Regions from separate parts of the Mus musculus genome. Here all the other regions are linked to region 1. The links are chromatin contacts, called in public HiCAR-type and HiChIP or PLAC-seq maps. All regions are on one chromosome and are shown on one strand. The core of a region is the stretch at or near the end of the contact, and the rest is flanking DNA. Distances in the headings are between cores, read along the strand shown.

What was found. HiCAR-type assays count read pairs that join an accessible place to other places. HiChIP or PLAC-seq counts read pairs in DNA pulled down with a chosen protein or histone mark.
Region 2: a contact with region 1 is called in a HiCAR-type map of astrocytes, with 2.7 times the contacts expected there. The contact joins the enhancer-like site here to the promoter of Bmp6 in region 1. A contact is called at or near these places in 2 of 39 promoter capture datasets (both in liver), 5 of 115 datasets of contacts at active chromatin or transcription factors (astrocytes, embryonic stem cells, fetal liver and 2 more) and 3 of 9 other capture datasets (adipose tissue, liver and pancreatic islet).
Region 3: a contact with region 1 is called in an HNF4G HiChIP or PLAC-seq map of pancreatic cancer cells. The contact joins the enhancer-like site here to the promoter of Bmp6 in region 1. A contact is called at or near these places in 7 of 39 promoter capture datasets (the 3T3-L1 cell line, 3T3-L1-derived adipocytes, hippocampal neurons and 3 more), 1 of 115 datasets of contacts at active chromatin or transcription factors (pancreatic cancer cells) and 1 of 9 other capture datasets (pancreatic islet).

The regions. Positions count from the first base shown.
Region 1 is chr13:38,344,267-38,347,519 of GRCm38.p6, reverse strand. Bmp6 (bone morphogenetic protein 6) reads right to left here and starts at 1,804. Exons shown (of 7, transcript NM_007556.3): 1 at 933-1,804. The coding sequence starts at 1,587.
Region 2 is chr13:38,544,318-38,547,177 of GRCm38.p6, reverse strand. No RefSeq gene overlaps it. Among named protein-coding and RNA genes, the nearest start is that of Gm40922, 9.1 kb to the left of the region's middle. Within about 2 kb of position 1,502, at least 44 of the 459 cell types and tissues checked have an H3K27ac peak or open chromatin away from gene starts, as enhancers often do. A contact at or near this core is called in astrocytes, where this site is marked.
Region 3 is chr13:38,122,226-38,125,264 of GRCm38.p6, reverse strand. No RefSeq gene overlaps it. Among named protein-coding and RNA genes, the nearest start is that of Dsp, 28 kb to the left of the region's middle. Within about 2 kb of position 1,389, at least 56 of the 459 cell types and tissues checked have an H3K27ac peak or open chromatin away from gene starts, as enhancers often do. A contact at or near this core is called in pancreatic cancer cells, where this site is marked.

The sequences.
Region 1 (3,253 bases), core at 555-3,054:
CTCTATACTAAGTTTATGAATAAAAACTAGCAAGGTTCAGAAGCACTGACTCCGCAGTCTTTCTTACCCCACCTCCCTTTTCTGTTTACAGATGAGAGAAAACTTCGGGGAGGGGGGGACGTGACTCTGTCTGGGTTTGCCACAGAACATTAGTGGCAGAGCCCAATTTAGCCGCCCTCGACTTTCCATTCTGTTGCCTGGCAACGGAGTTCAGTAGAGCTCAGCGGCCAACCCTGGCCCCTACCCCCGCACCCTTTCTCTGCCCCCAGGAGCTTGGACAGCATTGATTGAAGGGTCAACCTTTTGGGACAATGGCCAAGGGCATGAGAGCGCAGGCACTGGGTGGATTACCCCAATTGCGCTGGAATCTCGCCCCATACTGACGCAAGCCCCGCCTGGCGGGGATTGGCACACCTTCCAAGGTCCTGGTGGGACCTTCCTCAGCCACCGAAGCCCTCCTTCCTCAACACCTGTGAATCTCTCTAAAGCATTCAGATCAGGTTCTCGGAGTTCTCAACTGCTGGGGGATTCCCTGACGGTCACTATGGGTAAAGCGGCACTCCGAACGTCCAGGGGGCAATGGAGGACAGTTCAGAGGGGAAAGAGTGCAGAGGACCTTATTCTTAGGAACCTTGGCCAAACTCATTTGCGTTGAAGTGGCCCGAGCTCGTCAGAAATAAGAATACAGGGAAAAGTGCCCCATGTTCCCCGAAAAAGACAACCTCTGCGGGCACCTCTGCGTGTTCCAGCTCCTCCCATTGCAGCGGAGCGCAGGCGAGCACTCGGCCGCGCAGGTGTCCGGAGCACCAGCTGTCCCACATCCCCGCCGCGCGCGCACGCGCGCGCTCCTCCACCTCTTCCCACCACCTGAGCCCAGGAGACTGCAAAGGAGGGATCTACCCTCCGCGCGATGCTACCCCCAAAATCCTTACCCAGGTTCACAAAGCTCATGACCATGTCCGCGTCGTTGAGGAAAGCGCTGTCCTGCGCGCTAGTCAGTGGGGACGCACCGCCACCGGGTCCCGGGGCCAGGAGACTCTTGCGGTTCAAGGAGTGTGCAGCGCCGGGAGACGGCTGCCTGAGCTGGGACGAGCTGGCCCCTCCGTGGGACCCAGGCTCTTGCCCCACACCCTCCGATGCCCCATCCTCTTCGTCGTCATTGGACAGGGCGTTGTAGAGATCCAGCATGAAGAGTGGAGCGGACTTCAGCCGCCCTGGAGGGGGCTCCTCGCGGGCCGTCTGCTGCTGCTGCTGCTGCTGCTGCTGCTGTGGCGGGAGCACCGGGGGCTGAGGCTGCTGGAGACCGTGCAGGGGCCGCGGCCTGTGCGGGAGCCCCAGCACCGACAGGATCTCCTTTTGCATCTCCCGCTTCTCGTGGGTCTTGAGCCGCCGATAGAGGAAGCCCGAAGAAGAGGACTGTGGCGGTGGCTGCTCAGCGCGCACCGGGCTCCCGCCGGCTCCCAGCAGCTGCCCCCCGGCGGCGGCCGCGGCTACCGGCAGAGGGGGCCGCAGTGGCGGGGGGCCGCAGCTGCACAGCAACCCCCACCACCAGCACAGCCACTGCGCCCTCCGCCCCAGCCCGGGCATCGCCGCCCAGCCCGGCTGCCCCCGCGGGGCCCGCGAGGCGTCGAGCGGCGGAGCGAGGCCGGAGCGCGGAGGCTGTGGCCCTCGGAGTGGGCAGCCCCCGCCACCTCTCGGCGGGCTCTCTTCCCGGTCCTGGCACTCAGTCCTTATCTCTCATGGTCATCCGCGGCGCCCCCAGAAGCCCGGGTGGAGAAGAGACGACGGGGCGACGGCCAGGATCCTCCACTCTCCCGCAGGTCTCTGGAGGCGCACGGGCTGAGTGAGCCAGGTGTGTCCTAGGCAGGACTGCGCTGCAGCCGGCGTCCCCGGGCGGGTCACGGCACGGTCACTCGCAGTCTGCACACGTGCGCTGCCCTGAACCCTCAGAGGCGGCTGGCCGAGGGGGGCCGGAGACGACAGATCAAGAGGTGGAGGCGATGCCGGGCACCATCCCCTCGCACGCCTCTCCTGGCTTGTAGGACAGTCGTGAAGTTTACTCCCCTGTGGGTCCCAGGCTGTGGCGTCCCTGCGTCCTAAAAAGCCAATTTTCTCCGCGCGGTTTTAACTTCCCTCTGGTCCGAAACTCAGCGCCCCTCCGCCTTCGGGCACCGTCTCTCCCCCTCGGAATCTCCGCGCGCCTCCCCAAGTGGAGGCGGCCACGATCTAGCTTTCCTCTCGGCAGTCTCTCGGGTGCCCGGAGGATCCCGCTCTCCGAGGCGATGAGAGAGACGAGGAGCGGAACTCGGAACGCAGGCTGCGGCGTCGGCTCGGGGATTCGCAGTCTCCCGCCTCTGCGCACTGCGCTCCCGGCCGCCGCCAACGTGGGCTTTCTGCTGCGCGTCTCGCTCAGGTACCGCACTCAAGCCCAGGAACGCCCTGCCCTACTCGGTAACGGACAGGCTACCAGCCAATGGAGAGGTGACTCTTGCGGGCTATTTACATAGGCCCACCCCCTTCTTTCACCCTCCCTTCTCCCAGGGCCTTGCCTCTGCCTAGCGAGCGTAGGTTTCTAGCACACAGAATTCTTGGAGGCATCAGGAGTTGCTTGGGCGGGTAAGAAAGGCAAAGAGGTCATTGCTAGGAAGACAGATCCGATCACGACCCCGATCTAAACTTTCTTCTTCCTCTGCTAAATAAAAGCAAACACAGCTATTTAATCCATGCCGTTACCGAAGGAGAAAATAGTATGACAGTTTTCTCCTTCTCTGCTCAGTTTCTCTTATTGATGGAATGTAGGCGTTTAGCAGACACGTGGCTCTCAAAGGCAGCTGCTGTAAGTTAAGACACACCCTGCGAGGAAGCTGCTCACACACTAGCTGCAAAGAGGGCAGGACAAGCCAAACCAGAGTCCTGGAGGTTTCCAGTCGGATATTTCAATTTATTTCTTCGTTTGGGCTGCATTTGAGTTCTTAAACTACAACCCAAACGAAAGGGGTTACGATCTGCTAGTGTTACGAGGAAAGCCTTCCCCATCCTCTTGCTAGTCTCTCAATGCAGTTGCCGTTGGCAATTGCATCTTAATGAGCTGAAATGCAATTATTAGACACACCGTTCCAGGTAAAACGTAAAGACGGTGGTAAAGATGGCCTTCAGCCAGGGCAGAAGCCTGGAAAGTATAGAAAATAGCCAGGATAATAAACAGGGCCCTCAACACAGGTTGCTTCTATCCTTGAACAAACTGGGACCACTC
Region 2 (2,860 bases), core at 253-2,752, 200 kb before region 1:
ATATCATAACAATGTTATGTGCCAGTGTGTGTGTGTGTGTGTGTGTGTGTGTGTGTGTGTGTGTGTAGGGGGGATTGAATGAAAAGTTTCTCTTAGAGGGTCATATCTTTGAATGCTTGGTCCCCAGTTGGTGGCACTCTTTGGACTGAGTATGACAGGGAACCTTGCTGGAGAAGGTACATCTCTTGGGGTGGGTTTTGAGAGTGTATAACCTTACCCCATTTCAGTTTTACTTCCGTTTCCTGATGTGGTGACAAAATGTGACCAGCCAGCTGCCTTCTACAGACACCTGCTGCCTTTACGGACTTTCCCGTGGAGGTGTAAGACAAATTAAACTCTTTGTCTCTAAGTTGCTCTCGGTCATATTTTATGCCAGCAACAGAAAAGTAACCTAACACAGAGCAAACCATAAAAGTTATTCTGGTGTTAGAAAGAAGTTTAGATGTTACAGATAGATTAGCTATGCCTGAAAGTGAGCTGAAGAAATGTGGCTTCCTTTATTCTACAAACACTAACAGAAATGTCTCTTGGCAGTTTCATCACCCATGATGTGTGTCTCTGAGAGCCTTGGGGTACTCTCCTCAGCAGAGGGTCTGGGCAGTGGAGACTTCAGGATGTCTCCTTCATAGACAGGACACTGTCTAGAGCTAGCTTAGACTTCTTTCTTGTTCACCTTTCTTATCATCTCTTGCTGTTAGCCAGAGCTAGAGATTTGTTCAGCTGGGTGAGTGAGTGCTTGCCCCACATGCAAGAAGCCCTGGGTTTAAATCCCCAGCATGGGATAAACTGCGTGTGATGATGCATACCTGTAATCCCAGAATCTAAGCATTTGAACTTGAAGGTCGTCTTCAGCTATGTAGTTTGTGACCAGTCTGGGATACACGAGATGGAAGAGGAAGGAAGAGGAATAAGAGGAAGAGAAGAGAAAGAAAAAAGGTGAAGATAAAAGATACTTTCTTCAAAGAACTATATATCAATTGGCCCAAGCCACGATGCCACCAATCATTCATTCTAGGAATCCATGTCTCCAAAATGGCAGCATATCCTGGGGTTGGTGTCACCAAGGGAAATCGTGGTTCACTTTAATATGGTCTTCATAATAAAGTATTATAATTTGGGGACCATAAAGATTAGGAAAATATTTTTTAACAGAGATGCAGAAACTGGAAGTTCATGCCACCATCTTTATAAAGAAAACAGAGACTTATAATCTAGTAGGAAAGATCTTCATTACATCCTGAAGCTTTTCTTCTTGTAGAAGGGATGGTCTCCCTTTTCCTCTTGTGTGACCCCCTCTCCCTCTGTGTGTGCCTGTGTCTTATATCTTCTTCATTTTTATATAAATGACTATAGAAAGGACTATAAATGCCCTCCTGTTAGTTTAGTTGCCTCTTGCATGGCCCTGTCTTCAGACAGTCACACTCTGAGGTCCTTGGGTTTAGGACTTCAGCTCGTAATAGACAGCATGTTCAACAGCCAGGGCTCTGAGCCCAGACCCACTCAGCCTGCCCAGGCAGAATTACACCCTTGTGACTAGGAAGGATCACTTAAGACTCTCAAGGACAGTCCCATGCGGATTTGGCTTCAGAGCCCTAAGGCAAGATCCTATCACTAACAAAGCCTTCAAAACCCAGCTCTTAGTGTCTTAGAAGAAGGACAAACTCAGACAGTCGAAACATTTTTCCTCCCTGGGGAAAGAGTAGATTTCTTCCTCCCCTTCTGCCAACAGAAGTTTCCAGAGAGTATAGGGTATTTAAAAAAAAAAATCCATCTGAGGGCCTCATTAGCATGACTATTTTGCAGACAAAAACCTCTGCCAGCAAGACTTTGGCAAAGCTAACCTGTAAGTCAGAAATTCCACACTTGTAAGCCTTAGTGACACAGATGTGAGTGACCACTTCTGGCGACATGCAGCTGGCTCTGCTGGGGACCCTAGGAGCTTCCTGGCTGTACCCAGCAACCTCGCCCACCTCTAGCTGCCATGCTATTCTTTCTGGTAAGGTGGGGGGAAGCCGATGAGAGTCAGAATTTGGCTGGACCACAGAAACCATGCCACCATGTTTATAAAAATCACAGAGACTTTTTAATCTAGTAGAAAAAAAAGTCTTCATTACATCATTAAGGTGCGTCCACCATTACACGTCCTTGATGTATTTTATATTATGTTTGACTTTCATGGGTGAAGCTATGGAACCGTCTATGTTTAGTTAAGCATTAAGCAAGAAGGCACAGCCCAGTAAATACCAGACACTCAAGACCTAGAACACTGGCACCAAGGTGCACGATTTCACAGCTCTCCAGATATTTGTAAATCTTTAGAACTAAGACTTTAAAGTAATTCCACCAGCTCAAGACCATCAGTGTTAACAGTGGATAATGATGATTGTGACGGATAATATTGATTACCAGTTTGGCAGGTTCTAACGTCAAGGAAGCAAGTCTGCTGGGCATGCTGGTGAGGGGTCATTTTAATTATGTTAATTTGAAATGGGAAGACCCACCCTAACTAGGAGGCAACTTTCCACAGAATCCCAGAATGAAGAAGAAGGTGAGCTGAGCAGTAGCAACCAATCAGTCTCTGCTTCCTGACTGTGGATGCCCTGTGTGAGGAGCCGCCTCACCCTCCTGCCTTCTGCTATGATGGACTGTACCCCGGAATCATGAGCCAGAATAAACGCTTCATTCTTAAGTTGCATTTATCAAAGTATTTTAGCCCAGCAAAAGGGAAAGTAACCAATGCAGTATATTTGATGTTTATACATAGATTAAAATGAAATTTAAAAAAAGAAGGTAAAGGGAAAATGTTGTGGCTTATTCCTAAAAATCTCAGCCCTGAGAAGGCAGAGGCAGAAGGATCGCT
Region 3 (3,039 bases), core at 140-2,639, 220 kb after region 1:
GCCACCACCAGTGGGCATCTAGGGTACTCTCACCTTTGGGCAGCAGTGAATAACGCTACAGGAACATGAGTGTGCAGACATCTCTTCTAGACCTTGCTTCTCGGCTGTGGGAATGGCTCAGTGGGTAAGGCACTGGTTACCCAAACCCAATGAGCAGAGTTTTGATCCCTAGAGCCCATGAAAGTTGGATGAGGTAGAGCATGCATTTGTAACCCCAGAGTGCCCCTATGGGCACCGGGAGGCAGCTGAAGGACAATCATCTAAAACTTGAGGGCAGCCAGCCTGCTATAGACGGTAATAAACAAGAAGAGAGACCCGGTTGAGGCCTAATTCTTGAGGTTGCTCTCTGACATCAACACATTCACCATGCATGTGGCTGTACACATACTCACTTTCACACACACACACACACACACACACACACACACACACACACATTAAAAAATAATCACACAATTGAATAGTAGCAGACATTGAAAGGGAAAGAATTCTGACACAGGCTGCAACATGTATGAACTTCAAGGACATTATACTAAGAGAAAGATACCAGTCAATACTCTCTCTCTCTCTCTCTCTCTCTCTCTCTCTCTCTCTCTCTCTCTCTCTACACACACACACACACACACACACACACACACACACACACACAGGCCCTGCTTCCAATCCTTTCAGTGTATATCCAGAAGTGGAATTGCTACGTGCTAGGTCTTATAATTCTGTGTTTACTTTTCCTGAAAGACTGCCATTTTGTTTTCCAAAATGACCAAACCATTTTATTTTCCCCAGAACAATACTCAAAGCTTCCAACTCTCTGGATGTTTGCCAACCCCTGTTCTTTTCTGTTTGGTTTTCGGCTTGGATCGTATCCATCCTGGTGTTCATGAGCTGTATCCCTCTGCATTTCAAGTTGGTGTATGAACCCAGGCTACACCTTTCCGTAATTTGGTAGCGGTGTTGTGTACACATGTGCTCACAATGGACAGATGTTGATTGCGGTATGGTTATGGAGCATTCCTCCTGCTCTTTAACAAGCTTGCCAGGCAGTTTAGGAAGGCGCCATGTGAGTCCATCCCTTTTCTCTGTGATTCCCCCCTGCCTCCTCCATCTAGGTAAAACATGCCTGCTGCTCTTCTTTCTCTCTTCTGCACTGGCTACAGCTCTAGCTACACACAGAACAAAAAGAAGCCACATTTAAGAAGAGATTGGCCTATTTTGAGTCCATTAATGTTAATGGGCCCGGTCTTTAGGAAACCTGTTCTGACTTGATCAAGGGTGCTTGGTCTAGGCAAATTCTTCACCTGACATTCAGAAGGTGTGGCAGACAGGACAGTGAGGAGTGACTCATGCTTGCCTGGGAGGCCCTGCCCAAGGAGGGGCCCTTTCTCCTTCTCCTCCTCCTCTTCCTCCTCCTCCTCCGTGTTTTTCCTCTCTGTCTGTTTCATGCTCTCTGGCCTCCTTGCTTCTCAGCACCCTGGGAAACAGCGACTGAGATGACACAGGATGACTCACGCCCCATCTGACCCACAGGGAAGGCTGGGTGGCTCTCATTCTGGAGCAGCACAGGGCCTGAATGTCCCAACTCCACATGTCACTGTCCTTTCAGATCACTTTCTAACTCAAAGACCACCAGACCAGTGTCATCGCCCAAGGTGGGAGGTTATTACCATCTGGAACCAGGATGTTGATGCCCCCAAGGGCTATGAATGAAGTTTCCGGTGTATTCTGACCCAGGGTCAGAAGCATAAAATTACAGTCTTTTAAGGTTGAATGGGATTAAAGTTATACCATACTGTAGAATTTCGAGATGAAGCCTAGTGGGTAGCTCAGCTGGTAGAGTGCTGGCCTACCAGAATAAAGGCCTGGCTTCAACCCCCAGCACTCCCAAAACCAAGGACGGTGGTACAATCACAGTGCACAGAAGATTGAAGGCCGAGGGATAGCTTTGGCTATAGCAAGTTCCAGACCAGCCTGGGCTACATGAGACCCTGTCTCAAAATAACAAAACCATTTTAGGCATAAAGTATGTGTATTGTTGTTTCTATTCCAGGCGTGCTCAGGTAAAGCCCATTATTTAAATTTCAGGAAATGAGGAATGTTGCCAGACACTGGTTTTGAATTTGGCAGCATGAAATGATTTACATCTCAAACACTGGCAAATATCCGCAGAGCTTGCAGCTCTCTCTATACATTGTTGATCTTCTATAAAGTCTTCATTCTCTTCGCTCATAAATAAGAATATTCGGGCCCATAAAGGCAAATGTTTTTACCCAGGACCATTGTATTCATTAACAACAGAATTTAGAATCCAAATCTTGTGCATCAGTGATATCAGATCCCTAAAGTGTAGGCTGCTCGCCAAGAGTAAGTATTTAAAAGAAAAAGATACCCCCAAAACCTCATGAGGACCAGTGAGATACCTGGGTCGGTAAAGGCACTTGCTATGACCCGAATTTAATACTTAGAACCTACATAAAAGTGGAAGAAGAAAAAGGACTCCTCCCAGTATTCTCCTGGCCTCCTCATGCAAACCATGGTTCACACCTACACCAAAGCACACATCTATCATATGTGTAAACACACAACAAAAAAATTAAATACATAATAAACAGGAGGAGGATGTTGCTGCGGCAGAATGACAAATAGCCACGCTGGAAACAGGTTCCAGGAGAAAGCGATTACCCATTGTCAGCCGTTCAATAGTCTAGGCTGAATATTGAGCAATGCTTTCTTGGACACAACTTAGTATTTGCAACATCATCAACAATAGATTTGGTTGCTCTCAAGGAAATAGTAGACATCTGTTAGACTTGAGCCAACAGCTTGAAGAAAACATAGTGATTGAAAAAACATCAGGAAAGATACGTTATCAGGACGTGCTCTCTTGTAAGCACGAGTTCAAACGAAACCGAATCAACTTTGATGTTTGTTCTTTTCCCTGGTGATTTTCCTCCTTGTACTTGAATGGCTGAAGTCAGTGTTCTGGCTTAGGGCCTTTTTTTTTTTTTTTTTTAAAAGAGAGAGAGATCGGTCAGTGAAGAC